Regions from separate parts of the Sus scrofa genome. Here region 1 is linked to region 2. Evidence: chromatin contacts called from public HiChIP or PLAC-seq data. All regions are on one chromosome and are shown on one strand. The core of a region is the stretch at or near the end of the contact, and the rest is flanking DNA. Distances in the headings are between cores, read along the strand shown. Region 1 overlaps ADGRL2 (adhesion G protein-coupled receptor L2). Region 2 has its middle 180 kb from the start of TTLL7.

Region 1 (2,700 bases), core at 149-2,648, 1.9 Mb after region 2:
GCACAGTGTGTTTTATGGTCATCAACCTGCTCAACTGAATCATATCTGTCTGAGCTTAGCAGCTTAGAATTCATTCCACAGCTTGCAGTGCTGACATGGATATGATAAGGCAGAAGAACAGAAACACCACTCTGAAGTAACCTAACTGAACTGCACATGTTCTGACCCTTTTTGTCCTCCCTAGAGCTTTGGCTACCTGGCAAATGCAACTCTAAAACTGCACTTGTATCTCCAGATCTTTGCTGTTAGCCAAGCAGAAACCGCTTTCTCCCTGGGACTGGCAGCCAGAGAGGTGTTCTCTGAGGAAGACTCCTAAATGAGTATGTGAGCTGAACTCTTACTGAACTGAATTAATTATTAACGATGCAGATGGAGCTGTCCAAATGATAAGAACAGCTCCTGACGTGTCATGATCCAAGCTTTCATTAAACCATTTCAGGCATACTAATGGTTTCCCACTGCTCATTACTTACAAGCACTTTTCTCATAGATATAATCACTCTAGCGCCTGTAGGCAAGACATTCTATAGAAATACAGAGCTAGGAAGTTTTATCTTCCAGAACTTGTTTTTCCCTTCATTGAGAAGTATTTAAAAAGTACACTTATTTCACACTTCTAAGTTAAATGATTTCAATTCAGAAAAGTTGGAAATACAAACTATGCTTTCTAGGAATATCAATAGGTAATTTTTGTTACAAGAATACTCCTTAAAAGAGACAATATGATAGAATTTATATTATTAAGATTTGTGTCTGAACTGACTTTTAAATGACCTATATCACCATAAGGATATATGTACATAAATATAATAATACTCAATAAACAGTACTACACAATCATGTACCTCACTTTAGGTCACATTGGAGATAATGTTTTACTCTTGCATACCACTCCTTGTTTTTCTGTGTTGGGACTGGGACAATTAGAGGGCAAAGCAATTGCAAACGAATCACTCCCAGGATCTGTACTGTGATTGCTACCTGCTGTTCTATTTTGTTTTGTTAAAAGTTGGGAAGACTGTTCCCCCAAAGCCCTTCACATCTTAACCTAAATGATTTGGTACTGGATAATAATGACAAGACTAAACAAATAATAGTGCGTTCTCCCTATAAATAGGCACGTTAATAAAACATCCTTTACCTCTTACTCAAAGTTCAGTACATATAAACATTAACTCCCTTGCCAAGTGAAATGTTTTTTAATACTCTAAAGTCAGTATTTATCTTCAGAGATAGAAAATAAGCAAACTGCAGTGCTAGAGAAGCATAGCTCAAATATCCCTAAACTAGTCTTCATAATTTTCAAAGTATCAACATATTTGGCCAAGGGCTCAGGGTAAAAAGAAGCCTGTATCTTTAAGGATCATACCCCTTCAAGTCAGCTGTTTGTGATTTAATGCAAAATAAGCTTAGGCTATGTTAACACAGAAGTAAACCAAGAGCAAAAACTGGGGCAATCATCTGGATTGACTAATTCTGATGGGAAATCAGTTTTTCTAGGAATTGGTTTGACTCATACAGGCATTCATCTCAAGTTTTCATTTTGTTTTGTATTAGTAATTGTGTAAAATAATTCCTTTTAATAACAAAAGTATGTACACTTGAAGTAGTTTTTAAGTTTCTTTGAACTACTAAAATTTTTCACTTAATTTTATTGAAACACTAGTTAACCACAGAAATATCCTATTAAGTTGATATGTTAAACTTTTTTAAAGAAAAAATATCCTTAATAGGAATAAACAGGTACAGGCAATATACAAACTTCTTTGTTTTATTTTCAATCTTATAATTGCCAATAACACTTATCTGTAAAAGCATGATGCTACAACTGAGTGAAAAATTTTAAATACTAAAATTCAAGTATCTTAGCTATTTTTTAAAAATTTTACATATATTTCAAATATTTAACTAGCAATAATTTAAAAAATAACTTGTCATTATACTTAACTTGTATCAAATTTATTTTAAAATAAAATTTTTTAGAAACCAGTATTTTTTGGGGTATTTAAAATCACAGAAAAGTAGTCTTATTTCTAATGAGTTCAAAGCTTACTTAACATTCAGTTATTACTCTAAGCTTAAAAAAAATTTTTTGTGCCTTAAAAAGAATTTAGGATGGTGGACATTTATTTAAAAGTACTAAATTACTATGTGGAAATTAAGATCGTAAATACTAAGCTAATGTTCTTTCACTTCTACATTCATTAATTCATAAATGCAATAAACCTTGGTAGAGAGCTGATATTATAGATTTTGATGATAATTATATAATGTATAAAATATTCTAATTTTATGCTATAAGCTAGACATGTTTACAAATCTTTGAATACATAGGTAAATTAACAGTAAAATAAATTATCTCTATTTCCAGTCTTAAAATGCAGGGAAAATAGAGACTGCTTACCAGAATAATGAAGGTGACAGGGCCAATGAAACTCCATATAAAATAGTTATCAACATGAAGCCAGCAACTATTATGTAAAGAAAAGAATATGTATTAAGTAAGCTTCAATGGATCCTCAACATCACAAGGAAAACAGAATTTTATTTATTTATTTATTTATTTATTTATTTATGTCTTTTTGCCTTTTCTAGCACCACTCCCACGGCATATGGAGGTTCCCAGGCTAGGGGTCTAATCGGAGCTATAACTGCCGGCCTACGCCAGAGCCACAGCAATGCCAGATCCGAGCTGTGTCT
Region 2 (2,933 bases), core at 43-2,542:
TTGCTTTCTGAGTGCATTTTGCTTTTCCTCCAGTCCTGGGCCCCCATCTTGAACCTCCCAGACCCCTCTCCCTAATCACATCCTCTTCCATCATTGTCTCTCCTCTTTCAGCCCCTGAATCTTTATCTCCTCTGGAGTGCAGTAACCTGGCTCTCTTTTGGTCTTTCTAGTTAGTGTTTATGGCATAAACTTTACATCTCAAATTCCTTCAGTGCCTTGCCTTTTTATTTCTTACCCAATTCCCCAAACTGTGTTTTTGAATTTAAAAAAAAATCACTCTTCCTTGCAAAATAACCTGGTTCTTGCAAGGAAAGCTTTAGCATTCAAACTTTTCCCTCTGCTATCAGTTTCACAAATCTACTTTAAAATTTAAAAACTGAACACTATTTGTTTCTCTTCTCATTCTCTTTTCATTCCTGTTACAATAAGACTACCTTCCAGCGAGAAAGCAAGCCATTTGTTATGGAGTGATGGGTTCATCAAGATTTTGTGGGGCTCGTGGAGTCACCTGTGCCAGAAGACATGGCAGCATTAAGGCAAGCTTCTGCTCCCATCAGTTGGTGTCATACAAATCTGGACTTTCCACAGAGCAAGTCCCAGATGTAACTATGCTCCAGCTGCTTCGACAGGACTCTCGTGTGTGTGTGTGTGTGTGTGTGTGTGTGTGTGTGTGTGTATGTGTGCGCGCGCGCACGTGTGCGTGAAGGTAGGTGGGCAGTGCCCACATCAGCTAGATAGAGGCCACTTAGGCACCCACAAATGGCCCCTGCAAGAAACATAATGTGAATATACAGAATATACATGTAAAGCATCAGGAACAGGAGGTACGGAATGATAAGCATCATTGCCTAAGTCGCAATATTGTGTCCCTTTCTCTGAACACTCCGTATCCCTATTTTGACTCTAGAAAAGCCAGAATATATGGTGGAGGGGAGAGAGGGAGAGGAGAAGAGCAGACAGTCCAGCATTTTGCTACAGCATCCCGGACTCAGGTTGAGCCTGAAACATGCTGGAGGAAGAAGAGAAGAGACACTTTAAATGAGATGTGAGATTAACATTTCAAATTTAACCACATCTTTTACTACCTGGAAATGAGTCATAATTACTGAAATGACTAGAAATTTACTGGAGCTACCTGAAGTGTCACTTAGATATGGGGATGGAGGATCTGATGTGTTGAAAGGCTGAGTTTCCTGTTTGTTTCTTAATACTTTCAGCCCTCTCAGTAGACTGGTTACACATATGTTGATTCTCACTTAGTCATACAGTGACTAACAGCAATCAATACTGCATCACAAGAGCAAGAGAGCCATAAGGCAGAGGATCCCAGGCAGAGCATGGAGAAGCTCATATTCCCCAGCCTACAGAGAGAGGTGCACAAGCTGGTCTGCCTGTCTATTGCATCTATGCCTGGAGCCCAGAGCTCTCTTTCTCCTTGTCCTCCTCAAGCCCCACCCTGAATCTGTCAAATTTTCCATTTCTTTTCTTTCTCATCCCATGTTTTCTGGTTTCTCTTACAAGATCATCCTCACCATCACCTAGGCTTGACCTTGATTTTGATACCCCTCATAGCTTTATCATTCATGTTTAATAGGCAAGAAGCCTATAATCTACCTGTGCAACAGTCCCCCAACACTCAAAAGGTTCAAGCCTTTACTACTCCGAATTGAACCGTTTATTGATTTATTCACAAATGTAGGAAGGCGTATGATAAACCATTCTGTTAGATAAGCAATGCTCCTTGCTTTCTGGGCCCTCATGGTTTACATAATGGTGGACTAGCAAGTCATCATAATGCAGTGTGAGGCATGAGATAGCAGAGACCTAGTCAGGGGCTATGGAGTCTGGTGAGGGGAATAGCTACTTGCTTAGCAGAACAGAGAATACTCATCGTAGGAGGGACATTTTAACTGGTCTTTAAGAATGAAATACAGGAAAGTGAAAAACAAGGGGAAAAATAAGCCAGCAGGAAGCCATCAAGTAGAGAGAGACCATTCACAAAAGACAGGGGAGGGTGTGGGTGGGAATGTAAGCTGGTGTAACCACTGTATGTGGAGGACAGTATGGAGGTTCCTTAAAAAAACTAAATATAGAACTACCATATGATCCAGCAATACCACTCCTGGGCATATATCTGGAGAAAATCATAATTTGAAAAGGTACAGTACCCCAATGTTCATGGCAGCGTGCCTTACAATAGCCAAGACATGGAGTCAACCTAAGTGCCCATCCACAGAGGGTTGGACAAAGAAGATGTGATACATATATATGATGGAATATTACTCAGCCATAAAAAAGCATGCAATAATGCCATTTGCAACAATATGGATGGACATAGAGATTATCATACTACTTAGTGTAAACCAGATAGAGAAAGATAAATATAATATAAAATAACTAGTAGGTGAACTCTAATTGAAATGGTACAATAGAACTTAGAAAACAGAAACAGATTTAAGGACTTCAAAGCCAAACTTCGGTTTGCCAAACTTCGGTTTAACAAAGTTGTTTTTTTTTTCTTCAAAGTCTATGAGTTTGTTTCTGTTTTGTAAATAAGTTCATTTGTATCATATTTAGAGTCCACATATAAATTATCTTATATGGTATTTGCCTTTCTCTGTCTGACTTCATTCTTTTTATGGCTGAATAGTACTCCATTGCATATATGCACCACATCTTCTTTATCCATTCCTCTATCGAGAGTATTTCTTTTGACTAGATTCCCAGGAACAAAATGCTAAATATCATTAGTATTTAATATTTCTACTTGTAAAGAAGGGTAATGCAGGATATCGCAACAGTGGTTAAATGGGCTTTAGAAAATGTTAGGAGTGTGTGTTTGTGTGTGTGTGTGTGTGTCATGAGTGCATTTGTGCTGGAAACAGATAAAACAGGAAAGGGAGGTTATGTCATAAAGCTTTTGGTTAACTTAG

The links. HiChIP or PLAC-seq counts read pairs in DNA pulled down with a chosen protein or histone mark.
Region 1: a contact with region 2 is called in an H3K27ac HiChIP or PLAC-seq map of alveolar macrophages. The contact joins two enhancer-like sites. A contact is called at or near these places in 1 of 47 Hi-C or Micro-C datasets (embryonic fibroblasts) and 1 of 2 datasets of contacts at active chromatin or transcription factors (alveolar macrophages).

What each region holds. Positions count from the first base shown.
Region 1 is chr6:131,745,558-131,748,257 of Sscrofa11.1, forward strand. ADGRL2 (adhesion G protein-coupled receptor L2) reads right to left here. Exons shown (of 27, transcript XM_021096387.1): 21 at 2,405-2,471. Among named protein-coding and RNA genes, the nearest start is that of ADGRL2, 620 kb to the right of the region's middle. Within about 2 kb of position 1,399, at least 1 of the 83 cell types and tissues checked has an H3K27ac peak or open chromatin away from gene starts, as enhancers often do. A contact at or near this core is called in alveolar macrophages, where this site is marked.
Region 2 is chr6:129,886,844-129,889,776 of Sscrofa11.1, forward strand. No RefSeq gene overlaps it. Among named protein-coding and RNA genes, the nearest start is that of TTLL7, 180 kb to the left of the region's middle. Within about 2 kb of position 1,293, at least 1 of the 83 cell types and tissues checked has an H3K27ac peak or open chromatin away from gene starts, as enhancers often do. A contact at or near this core is called in alveolar macrophages, where this site is marked.